2 separate regions of the Sus scrofa genome follow, and region 1 is linked to region 2. The links are chromatin contacts, called in public Hi-C maps. All regions are on one chromosome and are shown on one strand. The core of a region is the stretch at or near the end of the contact, and the rest is flanking DNA. Distances in the headings are between cores, read along the strand shown. Region 1 holds the start of CACYBP (calcyclin-binding protein). Region 2 overlaps RABGAP1L (rab GTPase-activating protein 1-like).

Region 1 (5,592 bases), core at 1,143-3,642, 160 kb after region 2:
TTTCACGTGTGAATGAAGCCTTGTGAAGTAAACAAATGCAAGAAGGTAGCAAGGTGACTGTTTTTGTGAGCCAGTGATGTTTTCAATGCTTTGTGTTGCCCCTTTGGCCCCATTAAGCAGTAATAAACATTTGTTCTGGAAACCATACATGTCTTTTTTACTTTCTTTAGTTGATTTTATTCTGAATCATCTGAACCCGGTTTTTATGTAAAACTTATCTGACACTAGACTCTACACAAGCAAGAAGAAATACACAGGAATTTGTTCCAGGTTATACCTACCCTACAAAACGATATCCTGTACAGCACAGCCAAGTGCCCTGTATTCCTCTCTGTAGAGATTCTTTGGTTGCAAGTTAACAGAAACTCTCTCCAGCTAGCTTACTAATAATGCAATTAAATAAGAAGAAAAAAGTATATTTAATTCATAGCTACCAAAAGCTAAATTGTTGGGCCTGAGGCAGCAATGGGGAGAGAGAACTGGTATTCTATCAGGAACCTAAGCAACTGTTCTCATAATCACTCTTCTGCTTGTTTTGCCAGGTGATGCTTATCTGCTCCTGCCTCTTTGAAAAGAGGCATCTGCTTCTAAATGCACAGCTTCCAAGTTTACATGTCTTCAAGTGACCAGCAGAGATGGACTAGCATCTCAGCATCCCAATTCCAAAATCTTGCAAAAATATGCTTGGCTAGTCCTGGATTGGGTGGCTACTGCTAGCCTTTGAGAGTCACAGTGGGTGTCATTATATAATCCAACAGTGCTCCAGAGGCTCTCCTGGAGTGAAGGCAGGGTGCCTAGAATCCTGATTTGTGTTTTTTTCTAACTTGCTTTTCATTCAGGGTGTACATGGAACTGAATGAAAGTCAGATTGCAGATCTCCTCTTACAATTCAGTATTTTAAAAAAAATACTAATCAGAGATTGTAAAATTAGTTTGTGGCCCAAACCCAGACTACAGACATCTTTTGTTTGGTCCATGTTGTAGTTAAAACAATGAGAAATTTTACATCAAAAGTAAATTATTCAGAAAATATCTACTGAATTTGACAGGAGGTCATGAGTAGTCTTGACATAATAGTAAGTGGAACTCACTGTTCACTACTGATTAAAGGTCCTACACTTAGTGAAGTTACTTGTTAACTTGTAGATTTTTGTTCAGTAGTGTGCAAATCCCTATTTTCCTTCCAGAGGAACACATAACTCCAAAGGCCATATGTAGTTTACTACACCATAGGACATTAACCAGCTTATGTCTAACTTTGAAAATGTACACTAACATTCCATTGTTAAATTGCCCATAAGTACTCAGCTATGCAAATGCACTTTTTGATAGTTTTAACAACTTATTGATTCTATCATTAACCAATGAGTTGTATGAAATAGCAAAGCTCATTTTATATTTGCCTGAGAATCTTGATTTCACCTTTTTGAAATTACACTTTAACAAAACTTTTGATTACTGTCAAAAGGGCACTCAAAGCACAATCTTTTAATAATTCACTTACAAGGAAGTTCAGGCTGCAGAAAGATGAACTCACCAAACAGAAATTACAATATTTATAGGAAAAAACTATACAATTTCCAAGTATAGACTCTGTAAGTAGTTTGTTCCTGCTGAGAAACAGTAATTCTCACTATTATCCATACTTTTATTAGACATTAGCATTGCAAAAGTCAGAGATAAAGTGTGTTTGATTTTTAAGGAGTCTAATTTTATAGGAAAAGCTCAGGTTCAGAGTTTCATTGGGGAACTAGAACTAGACACAATGAACTGATGTGTATGTTGATGATGTTGGTTTTTGTTTGTTTTTGTTGTTTTTTTATCTATCTCAGGATACAAAGTTTTTGTTTTTGCTTTGAGATCCCATGTACCCAATTACTCGTAATGGCAGCAGAGCAAGGAGTCAGTTTTGCTTCTACATGATAGATGTATGGACAATTATAGTATACATCTGGAGAGAAGCAGAATTTTGTTTTGTTGACTCCTAAGAATGGGAATTCTGAGGTGTTTTAAATGCGGGCAGAAAGGGAAGACAGACAAAGCCAAGTGACGATCTGGTGGGAAACCATTCCAGAGAGAAAGCAAAGTTTACATGCAGAACCAGAGGTAAGAAGAAACTCAGTGGATTCAAGGAATGACAAAAATACCAGTGTTTAAACCAGGGAGAGGGGAGAGTGGTGAGAGATGAATTCCATGAGATGGGAAATTTATAAAAGGTGAGATATAAAATCATGTAGAACATCCTGGGTTATAGTGAGGAGTCTGGACTTTATTCTATACAATTGTGAAGGTTATTCTGGCTGCCCTGTGGAAAACTGTGGAGAAGGAGAGAAACCAGTTAAGAGGATAAAAATCCAGACAAAATAATGACACCTTAGTCTCAGTTGGTAGCAGTGGAGATTATGAGAAGTAGTTTTATTACCAACATACTTTGAAGATAAAACCAAGACTTGCCAGAAGATGGGATGTAGGACCTGAAACTGAAGACTCAAGTATGACTTCTTGGCCTGAGCAATTAAGAGAATGAGGTGGCCATTCACAGAGCTAGCAAATCATTGTAAGAATTGCAATGAGGTGTGAGGACGAGAAATTGAGAGGCGTTTTTTTACACAAGCTGAGTTGGACCTGCTTATGAGACATCCACGCAGAGACCGTCTGGATTTCCGAAGAGTGGTGGGAATGAACATATAGGTGGTGTTTAAAACTTGTGACTTTAGGATATCTGAGGGGTGGAGTTGCTCCAGGTGCATAATCAAGCAAATTTTTACCACTGCATTAGGTCAAATTTTCACATAGTGCAATGGGATATCTGTTCCTATTTAAGTGCCTAAATAATTCCAAGCTTCCAGTTAGACACTTTTTAAAAAAAACCTGAAGTATAAATAAAATGCACAGATCTTTGGAGTTCAGTCCTACGAATCTTGACGATTGTTATCGGTATTACATTTCTACCAGGAAAATTACCTCTTGGGCCTACTTAAATATAACTTTTAGTTAAAAATAACATACACAAGAAACTGCACAGAAGGACGCTCAATGAAATTTCTACACAGTGAACACATCTGTAACCAGGGCTCAAATCAAGAAAAAAAAATTAGCCGAATCTCAAAAGCCCCCTCGTGGCTTCTTTCTGTCACTGTCTTCCCAAACACAACCTGATTTTCAGTCTCACAGCTTTAGATTTTGTTTAAATGGAATCAAACGATATGAACTTCTCTAGTTCTAGCATCTTTTCCTTAACGTCCATAAGTTGTGTGCAAAAGTAATTTGTTTTTGTATTGTACTTCTGATTCTTTATTGAGATAATGGCCCTGCATTTTTCTGTACTTTTTTCCTTCTGTGACTTGCGGATCATCTTTACCTTGGGGTTGATAAAGCCGAGTGTGGGTTATTTGACATCTCAGGGGTAACCGTCTACATTCTCAACCGTGTTTCAGACGTTTTGAGGTCCCCAAAGGCTAAAATAATCTATCTGAAAAGTGAGTTTTTCAAGGGCCTTACTAAGCCGGGCTGCAGGAGTCAGAACCGGAGCAGAATGCAGCCTCAGGAAATCTTAGCTCACATTTTCTTTGACATTAATAGGCTCACTGAAATCGAATCCAAATCTGGTGACTGGTCGATGAAGGAAGCAAACTCAGCCACCCCGGGAGGCGCCCAGCATATTAGGAAGCTTACTCCGCTTCGGAGCCGCCACTGGGTCCCGCCACACGGCCAACGCAACCCCACCTCCTACTGCGACCGGTGATGACGCCACCACGTCGTATACGCTGAATCCTGACGTCCCCAGAGCGCCAGAACCCAGTGAAAACACAACCGTTCCCCTCAGGATCCTGCGCACTTAATGTCCTCGTTTTTTCCCGTTTTAGCACACGTAGGCTCGCCTTTATCCCTTTTTTCGTCCTTTACTCGCATACGTTCACAGTCTTAGACAAGATGGCCGACGAAGTGGCCCCGGGTCCTAGAGCGCACCGAACCACTCGACTGCCTAGTCAACTTCCGGTTTAGGCCCCGAAGATTGGTGCGTTATTTCCGGGGTGGTTTAAGGTAAGCAGAAGCGGCGGTTTCGAGCTGCGACTGCGCAGTCGGCGCGATGGGGGTCAAAGTAAATTACGTACAGTTGCCCAGGCGGGAAGGAAGAGGCGTTACTCTTCTCGAACTGCCGGTTTGATCGCGAGAGTTGAGCCGTTGCTACGGGGCGAGGTGGGCGGGGCGGGGCCAGGATAGGCAGGGCGGGGCCAAGCCCTATAGGCGGTGCTGGAGCGGGGTGGGCCTTCGGCGACGGACTCGCGAAGGTTCCAGAGGCGCCGCGTGCCGGAGGCCGGCTGCTCTCCCGTTCAGAGTCGGGCGTGTTCTCAGGCCGCGGCCACGGCCACTGCGACTCGTGTCCGTGCGATCTGCGCTTGGAATCAGCGCGCTCGTTGCGGCGTTCCTGTTCTCGCCCTGTGCCGGTGGAGCTCGGGCCTTGCCTGACGCAGCTCGACCATGGCTTCAGCTTTGGAAGAGGTAAGGGGTCTGGCCTCATCTTCCTCCCTCGGCCTTACTAAAGCTTCCCGCTGCGTCCTTCGCCCCACCGCCCTGTTTCCCCTATCGAGCTGCGCTGCGGCTGCCGGCGACACCTGCCTGTCTGGCAGCTTTCCTGCGTCCTTGGGTTCCCGCGCTTCCCCGCGGCCTCCCACCCGCCCAGCTGTGGCGGCCCCGGTGCCGACCGGCCACTGCGGGCCTTCGGGGCTTCGCTTACCCCGGAAAGTTGCCGTTGGATGCCTTCCACAACCCCGGCCGGCGGTCGGCGCTGTAGGTGAGCGGAGGTGTGTTGCGGTTCTCGGCGGCAGGTGGATCCAACCGTGGACCCAAGAGCTGGTCACCTTCACGTTATCCTCAGGCTCTTTTCACTCCTTTTACACCAGCCTTTGGACGTGAAGCTTCGTTAAATTAAAGCCGATTGCAAAAACTGAGAGTCGTTCCACTGAGAGGGCAGTTGGAAGGTGAGAAGTCCTCAGTCCTAGCACTTAAATTCTCTGTCATGTTTTCTCTACACATACTTTGGGCAAGTTATGGTGCATCTCTGGGCCACAGTGGTATCCATTTCACAGGGTTGTAAACAGTGCTTGGCAAAACAATTGTTTGCTATGTGCGTTTTAAAAAATAACTATATTGGGAAATTGGTTGTAACTTTTTTTTAAAGCTCTATAAACTCAACACAGGTGGCTTAACTTTTTGGAGATTTAGTTTGTGCAATTACAAAATGGGAATAATAATACTTGCTTTGCTCTTTTTTCTGGCTTAAGTACAATGACAATACTGTTAATCACAGTTAATTGTTGGGTTTCCACTAACTAGATTTACTCCCTGGGAATCTTCTGCTTAATATGAACAAGACTGGGAAATCCTCACATTTGACTTTTTAAGTCGAAGAATTTGCTTTAAATGAAAAAGTGTGTATGTGTTTTAAGTATTATTGTGGATAATGTGCCACAAGTTTGTTATGTGTTTTAAAGATAGGTCTTTGGGTACCACGTGCCCTGAGGAAAGACTCTGAAGTGACTGTACATACACGAGTTGCTCAATATTTATCCCTTTCAAAGTAACAGGCTT
Region 2 (5,961 bases), core at 2,046-4,545:
TGTATTAGGCTTTCAGTTCTTGAATCTTGGGCTAGATTTTTCCATTTTTATTTAAATATTGTGGTATCCCATGACCAGAGCATTACAACCTGCAGTATCACTGATAAGAAAGAAAAAAATAGAAGCTATATGTATGTGTAACACAAATGGAAATTGGAACTTTATTCTTTGATTAAATTGTTTATCTAGCCTCGCTGATTCCATTTCAAACATCTTACCCATTTATTTGTATTTTTAGCTTCTCTACATGTAAAAGCTTGTAAAGGAAACATTTGGAAGTATCCCATTTACCACAGTGATTTCCAGATCATTTTCTTGAGTTTGATTTCAATCCTGTTATTAGTAAATTCTGAGCATCTGCCTTCTTGGGCAAATCAACTTGTCAATCAGATGTTTTCTTAAAAGTGTGTTTTATGTTTGTTAATAGTTTGGGTGCGTGTTGGCATTGTTTAGAAACCATTGTTTGAGAACTTTAATGGCTTGATTTTACATATTTATTACCTATAGCCAAATAAGTACTATTTCTATCAACACTTATACTTGGTTTCCATGTGAAATGGTAAGTGTTGTTTTATTTAACACTCTCCTTCCTAATGTATTTTACACATTAGAATTCAAATGAAGCAGTAGCTTTTGTACTTCTATTTGTGCCCATCCTACAAAGTATGTAGATCTATCTGTTAATCCACCTCCAAAGGACTAGCTAATCTGATAACTAAGTCCCCACCATCCACAAATCAAATTTGTTTCTGAAAGAACTACCAAATGAGAGTGAGCATATTGCTAAATAACATTGTTTTATTTATTTTCTTATGGCATTTACACTGTTTAATTATGTCAGTGTTTCCCCTCTCTTTTAGAAATCTATAAACATCATACTTGCTTTCATCTTGACCTTTTTTCTTACTCATTTCGACATAAAATAAGACATACATACTTAACATCCTCTAGTTTAATACATGCCTTTTAAAAAATTAAACTCATATTTTAATTCTATTTTTAACTCGCATCACTTGAGATTGTCATTCATTCATTTACTCAGTGTTTATTTAAATAATCTTTGACTCCAGGGAGTAGGAGCTGTTGGGCAAAGATGAATATGTTGTAGTTAATTTCAGGGGGTTCACAGAGAAGTAGGGGAGACAGATGTATAAATGGGGCAGGATGCAAAGGCAGAGGAGAGAGGTAATAAGAAGGATTAACTGAAAGAGAAAATGACATTGTCTTAAAGATTAGCAAGAGAAGACAAGGAGTGGTATTTTAGGCAAAGAGAACAGCATATGTAAGAACAGAAATATCATAAGATACATGTCTGGGAAGATACTCCATGAGAATATTGGGCATGAAGTGTTAAAGTAACAGATTTAATTAAAAAGGTAGGATGGGTCTAGATGGTCTGAAAGGTGACTTACGGTTAGGGTTGTGTGCTAACCTTTGATCCTGTGGGCCAGAGGGTACCCTTAAATAGTTACAGGGTCAGATAGGATATTTAAGGAAGATAATTTTGGAGATAGTTGAGAGAGACTGCAATGTGAAGAGACTGGTAATAAATATGGAGACAAGTTAGAAGCCTGTTAAATTGAGAAATAGTGAAGGCTTCTCCCCTCCAAGGCTGTAACAAAGGGGAGGGAAAGGGAGGAGCAAACTGAGCAGCATTTTCCAGGCCCTCAGGGAGACTTGGCAACAACTGGATTAGTGCCAGATGACGGATAGTAAAAGTCATGCCTCTCCTCCACTTTTTCTCTCTCTCTTTCTCATCCTCTCAAAAAGCTCCCTGTCATGTTCTCTCTTCACTTTTAAGGAGAGGAGCGGCATGTTTTTGGTGGAGAAGGCAGCTTACCAGACCTTACATTCTCACTTATTGCTCATTAGTGATAACCAGAGTATCCCTATACAGTTGACTTATGTTGCCAGATCAGCTTCTTTCTGCTTGGTTCAGCTTAATGTATTATGGTTTGAACTCCAGTAAATAGACTTTCAGAGAAAGTGACCAAAGCGATTGAGCCTTTAACCAAACTTTGTGTCTCAAAGTCAGCAATTTTCAGAGAGCCCCTGTGTTCATATATCATGGGTGTTTCCTCCATGGTGTGCCCTTTTCCCTGACCTGGGAAAGAATATTATCTCTGGCAGTTTTGTATCAGTGAGTTATATAAAGGCAGACCTAATAAGCTGCATGTACTTGGAAAGTTACACCAAGATAACGAAGAGCTGTTTTTCCTTCATGATGCTTCTCAGATTCGAGCATGGCTCTGTTTCCATGACAACCACCCCAGTCCAGGCTCTCATTTTCTTACTTTTGGTGTACAGCAAGAGCTTTATGACATGTCTACTTTTAACATCTTCCTCTCTTAAACTCCCTTGCCCTCTGCTATGAGAAGAGTCCTTCTCAAAACTGTCTTCACCATATTATTCACCTCTCTATTCTCCGGTATGAGCCCATCCTCTAGCATTTCATTTTCCTCATAATCTGGCCTCAGATGTACTTACCAGCCTCAACCGTACCTCCTGGGCACATTATTACGCACTGTCACGTGGACATCCTAATTGTCCCAATCATGGGTCTTGTCTCTGTCATAAAGTCCATGATGGCACTGAGGATAGAGAACGTATTATGTGCTAGTTTGGTATTCTCCCTAGCACCGGACACAACTCTGGGCTCATGGTATATACATAGAGAATGGAATATTTCCTTTTTAACCCCTTGCCCCTGGGTTCATTTATTCCTTTCTGTTCCCACTGGGCTTAAGGGCTGTTTCTGGTAGTAAAATTGTGTTTAATTTCTTCCTCTTTCTTAAAGTAGTTGACAGTTTTATAGCATATATTATCCACAGCTTGCAGGACACTTCAAAAACCAATATTATGATATCTTTGTTTTTAAATATAGAAGCCTCTCTCTTCTTTACCAGAAACCACAGTGACTCAGCTGCTTGCATGCCTAAAATGGTTTCTGAGCTTTTCTGTGGCCAGTCTTTATGATGGTGATAGATTAATAGTAGGCTTTTTGGAAGCAAGACATGTGTTATTAATCATGGCATTACTGTAGTTAACTAGGTAGACCAATTAGTTGGAGTATGGTCTCTTTCTTTAACATATATATAGACATAGCTTCTTGGGGGGGAAGACAACTTTCATGAAAGATGTGTTCTGAGATGCTCTTCAGTTTCCTAATTATTTAATACCACTATGATTTTTATTCAGTTTATTTATAAAATTTGGATAATGTATAATAACTGAGGGATTAAGTCTAAGCTTACTCACCATCTGTTACATGGGAGTAACTAAATTCATTCCTCAGCAAACCCACAAGTTCTATGTTGTGACCTCATGAGGTCTCTCAGGGAGAGCGGAAGCAATAAATATTGAATCTGTAAATGTCAAGGGGTCATTTTAGTTGACTATTGGTCACTAAAGAGAAAAGAGATTCAAAAGACCCAGTAAAGTAAAAATGAATGAACAAACAAATGAGTGAATGAAAGACGCTGAGATTAAGAATCTTATTTTATGGTTATATTTTCCTAATAAATTTTCAATCAGATAATTTAAAAGCTCTCTAGCCCCTCTCCTGTGAGCCTTGCCCTGGTACTGTCTAGTTGCAGAGAAGGATAATATATAAGATAGAAGTAAGCAATTTCAAGTAGTGATAAACATTATAAAAGAAATAACACAAAGGCACCTAAGGTGTTATTACCCTCCACTAGATAAGATGGTAAGAAAAGTCCTCTGGGAGCAAAATAACATTTGAGTTGAATGATGCAGTGGAACCAGCCATATGAAAATCACAGGCAACAGCAAACACAAAGGCCTTGAGGTGGGAAAAGCTTTGTATGTTCAAAACAGAAAAGAGGCCAGTGTGACTGGAGCATAGTAAGCCAGTGAGCAAGGTATAGAAATGAAGGAGATGTGGTCAGATTATAGAAAGAATAGCAAAGCATTGGCATTTGGGTAACATGGGAAGCCAGTGTAAGTTTCAAGCAGGGAGAAATTAGATAAGGTTTTAAGACATCCTTTTGATTGAAGAATTCTGGTGTGTGGAATGTGGGTTGAAAAGAGGCAAGAGTAGAAGCATGGAGATGGCTAAGATGTTATTTCAAGGCCAAGCAGAAAATGATGGTAACTTAGACCAAAGTAGTGACAGTTAAGATGGAAAAAGAGAACAGATGCAAGATAATTTTGTAAATAGGGCTGACAGGACTTAAAGCTAAGTTACATTTGGAAGGCTGAGGGAGAGTGAGAAATTAGTGATATTGTAGAGATGGAGCAAACTGACTTTGCAAATTTTGAGCAAATCTTCATTTGAACAATAATTTTACTATAGGATATTATGGGGATGGAACAAGATCGTGCATGGAAGCAGCTGGCACAATGTCAGGCCCACAACAGGAACCTACGAGATGTTTATTCTCATCCCTACCTCAGCACATTTTCATTAGGAATTTATATTCTCACGTTACTCTTTATGTAGGTCACCAAATTTTAAAAAGCAAATGATTAGAAAGCTCAGTGGTGAATAGTATATGAGACTCATTCATCAACTTAGTATTTACTGAGTTCCTTCTATAGGTGGTTACTGTACAATTTCTGAGAGCATACTGGTGAGTAAAGCTAATGCAATGCCTACACTTAAGGATCTGGTAGGGTAGATTTTTTTTCCCCAAACAGTATAATTATATAACTAGTTATTAAATTACACCTGGAAATAAATAAATAAATAAATAAAATTACTTCTGGGATGGTTAAGAAGAATATCAAAATACACTATGGGAATATCTCTTCATGATTTCCATATTTTTCCTAACTTACTTCATTTATTTCCATGTTTCACCTTGCATATGACACCAGTGGTTCCTAAGCCCGTTTCTCAGCTCTGGATCCATATTTCCCTTGACCAATGAAACATCTCCTATGGATTGCCACATATTCCTTGCTAACAGCATTCCTCCTCCATCCCTTCCTGTCCCTGGTGCTTTCCCTATCAGTTGATATCTTACTATCGTCCCAGCTCACCAAGCGAGAAATGTCACAGGTGTTAATCATATTAGCAGCTTCACTATTAGTATTTTCAATCTCATTTTCTTAATGAAAAATGGGACTCCAAAAGATTAACTTTCCTGAAGTTATACAGTTTATTGAACTTGACATTGGGGTTTTAAATCTGGGTCTCTCTGACATCTCAGCTTGCTTTCGTTTTTTCCATGACAACACTTTGAAGGATTGTTTTAAAGGGAAAATAATGGAGGAAAATACTCTAGAAATAGAGAAGAACATTTAAAAAGGCTCAGAAATATTAAAGCATCAATATCTCTAATCAGAAAAATGCTTTTCTATCCCTCATATGAATAATAAGAATCATATTTTATCCATTTTGAATACTAAGCCATTTCAATAAATAGTAACGGGATAGCCACTATGTGTCAAGTAATCACCTCTGCTAAGTTTTTAGGGCAAAAAGAAGGATAGTAGTGATACCTATCTTGGTAAGACCAGAGTTTTAATAAATTAGGAAAAGGTAGGTAAATTAGAGGGGAAGCAACCTTCAAGAAAAGGAGAAGGTAAGAACAAAGACATTGAGATACGCAGTTACCTGCTGTGAATGAGGGAACGTCAACTGACTTGAGTATTGCAGATGGTAAAGGCACTGACATGTCACACTAAGGGCTGCGCTCAACTCAGAAGAGATGGGAATGGAGAAGAGGGGATGGATAGTTTTGAGAGATGGTGAGGAGGTCGAATCAACCAGACTTGAAAGTATTGAGTGTGGGAAGTGGAGGTAAAAAGAGGACTCTGTGATGATACTCTGCTGGGGTAACTGGGTAGGTGGGGAATGGAAGAGGAGGAACTGCGCTGGGGAAGAAATGGTGACTTTGGACATGCCAGGGTCAGTTTGCATGTGAGGCTGCATTTGTCCAGTAAGGAGATAGATATATAGATTGGGAGATCTGGAGAGAAGGCTGAGCTCAGGAT

What was found. Hi-C and Micro-C count contacts between places; a contact is called where the count stands out from the background.
Region 1: a contact with region 2 is called in a Hi-C map of embryonic fibroblasts, with 2.3 times the contacts expected there. The contact joins the promoter of CACYBP here to the enhancer-like site in region 2. A contact is called at or near these places in 5 of 5 promoter capture datasets (fetal liver, fetal skeletal muscle, liver and 1 more), 19 of 47 Hi-C or Micro-C datasets (adipocytes, alveolar macrophages, embryonic fibroblasts and 12 more) and 1 of 2 datasets of contacts at active chromatin or transcription factors (alveolar macrophages).

Annotation. Positions count from the first base shown.
Region 1 is chr9:117,059,911-117,065,502 of Sscrofa11.1, forward strand. It overlaps CACYBP (calcyclin-binding protein), which reads left to right and starts at 2,393. Exons shown (of 6, transcript XM_013989620.2): 1 at 2,393-4,044. It overlaps RABGAP1L (rab GTPase-activating protein 1-like), which reads left to right. Exons shown (of 26, transcript XM_021102607.1): 26 at 1-147.
Region 2 is chr9:116,895,481-116,901,441 of Sscrofa11.1, forward strand. The region is part of intron 18 of RABGAP1L (rab GTPase-activating protein 1-like); the gene reads left to right. Among named protein-coding and RNA genes, the nearest start is that of CACYBP, 160 kb to the right of the region's middle. Within about 2 kb of position 3,296, at least 5 of the 83 cell types and tissues checked have an H3K27ac peak or open chromatin away from gene starts, as enhancers often do. A contact at or near this core is called in embryonic fibroblasts, where this site is marked.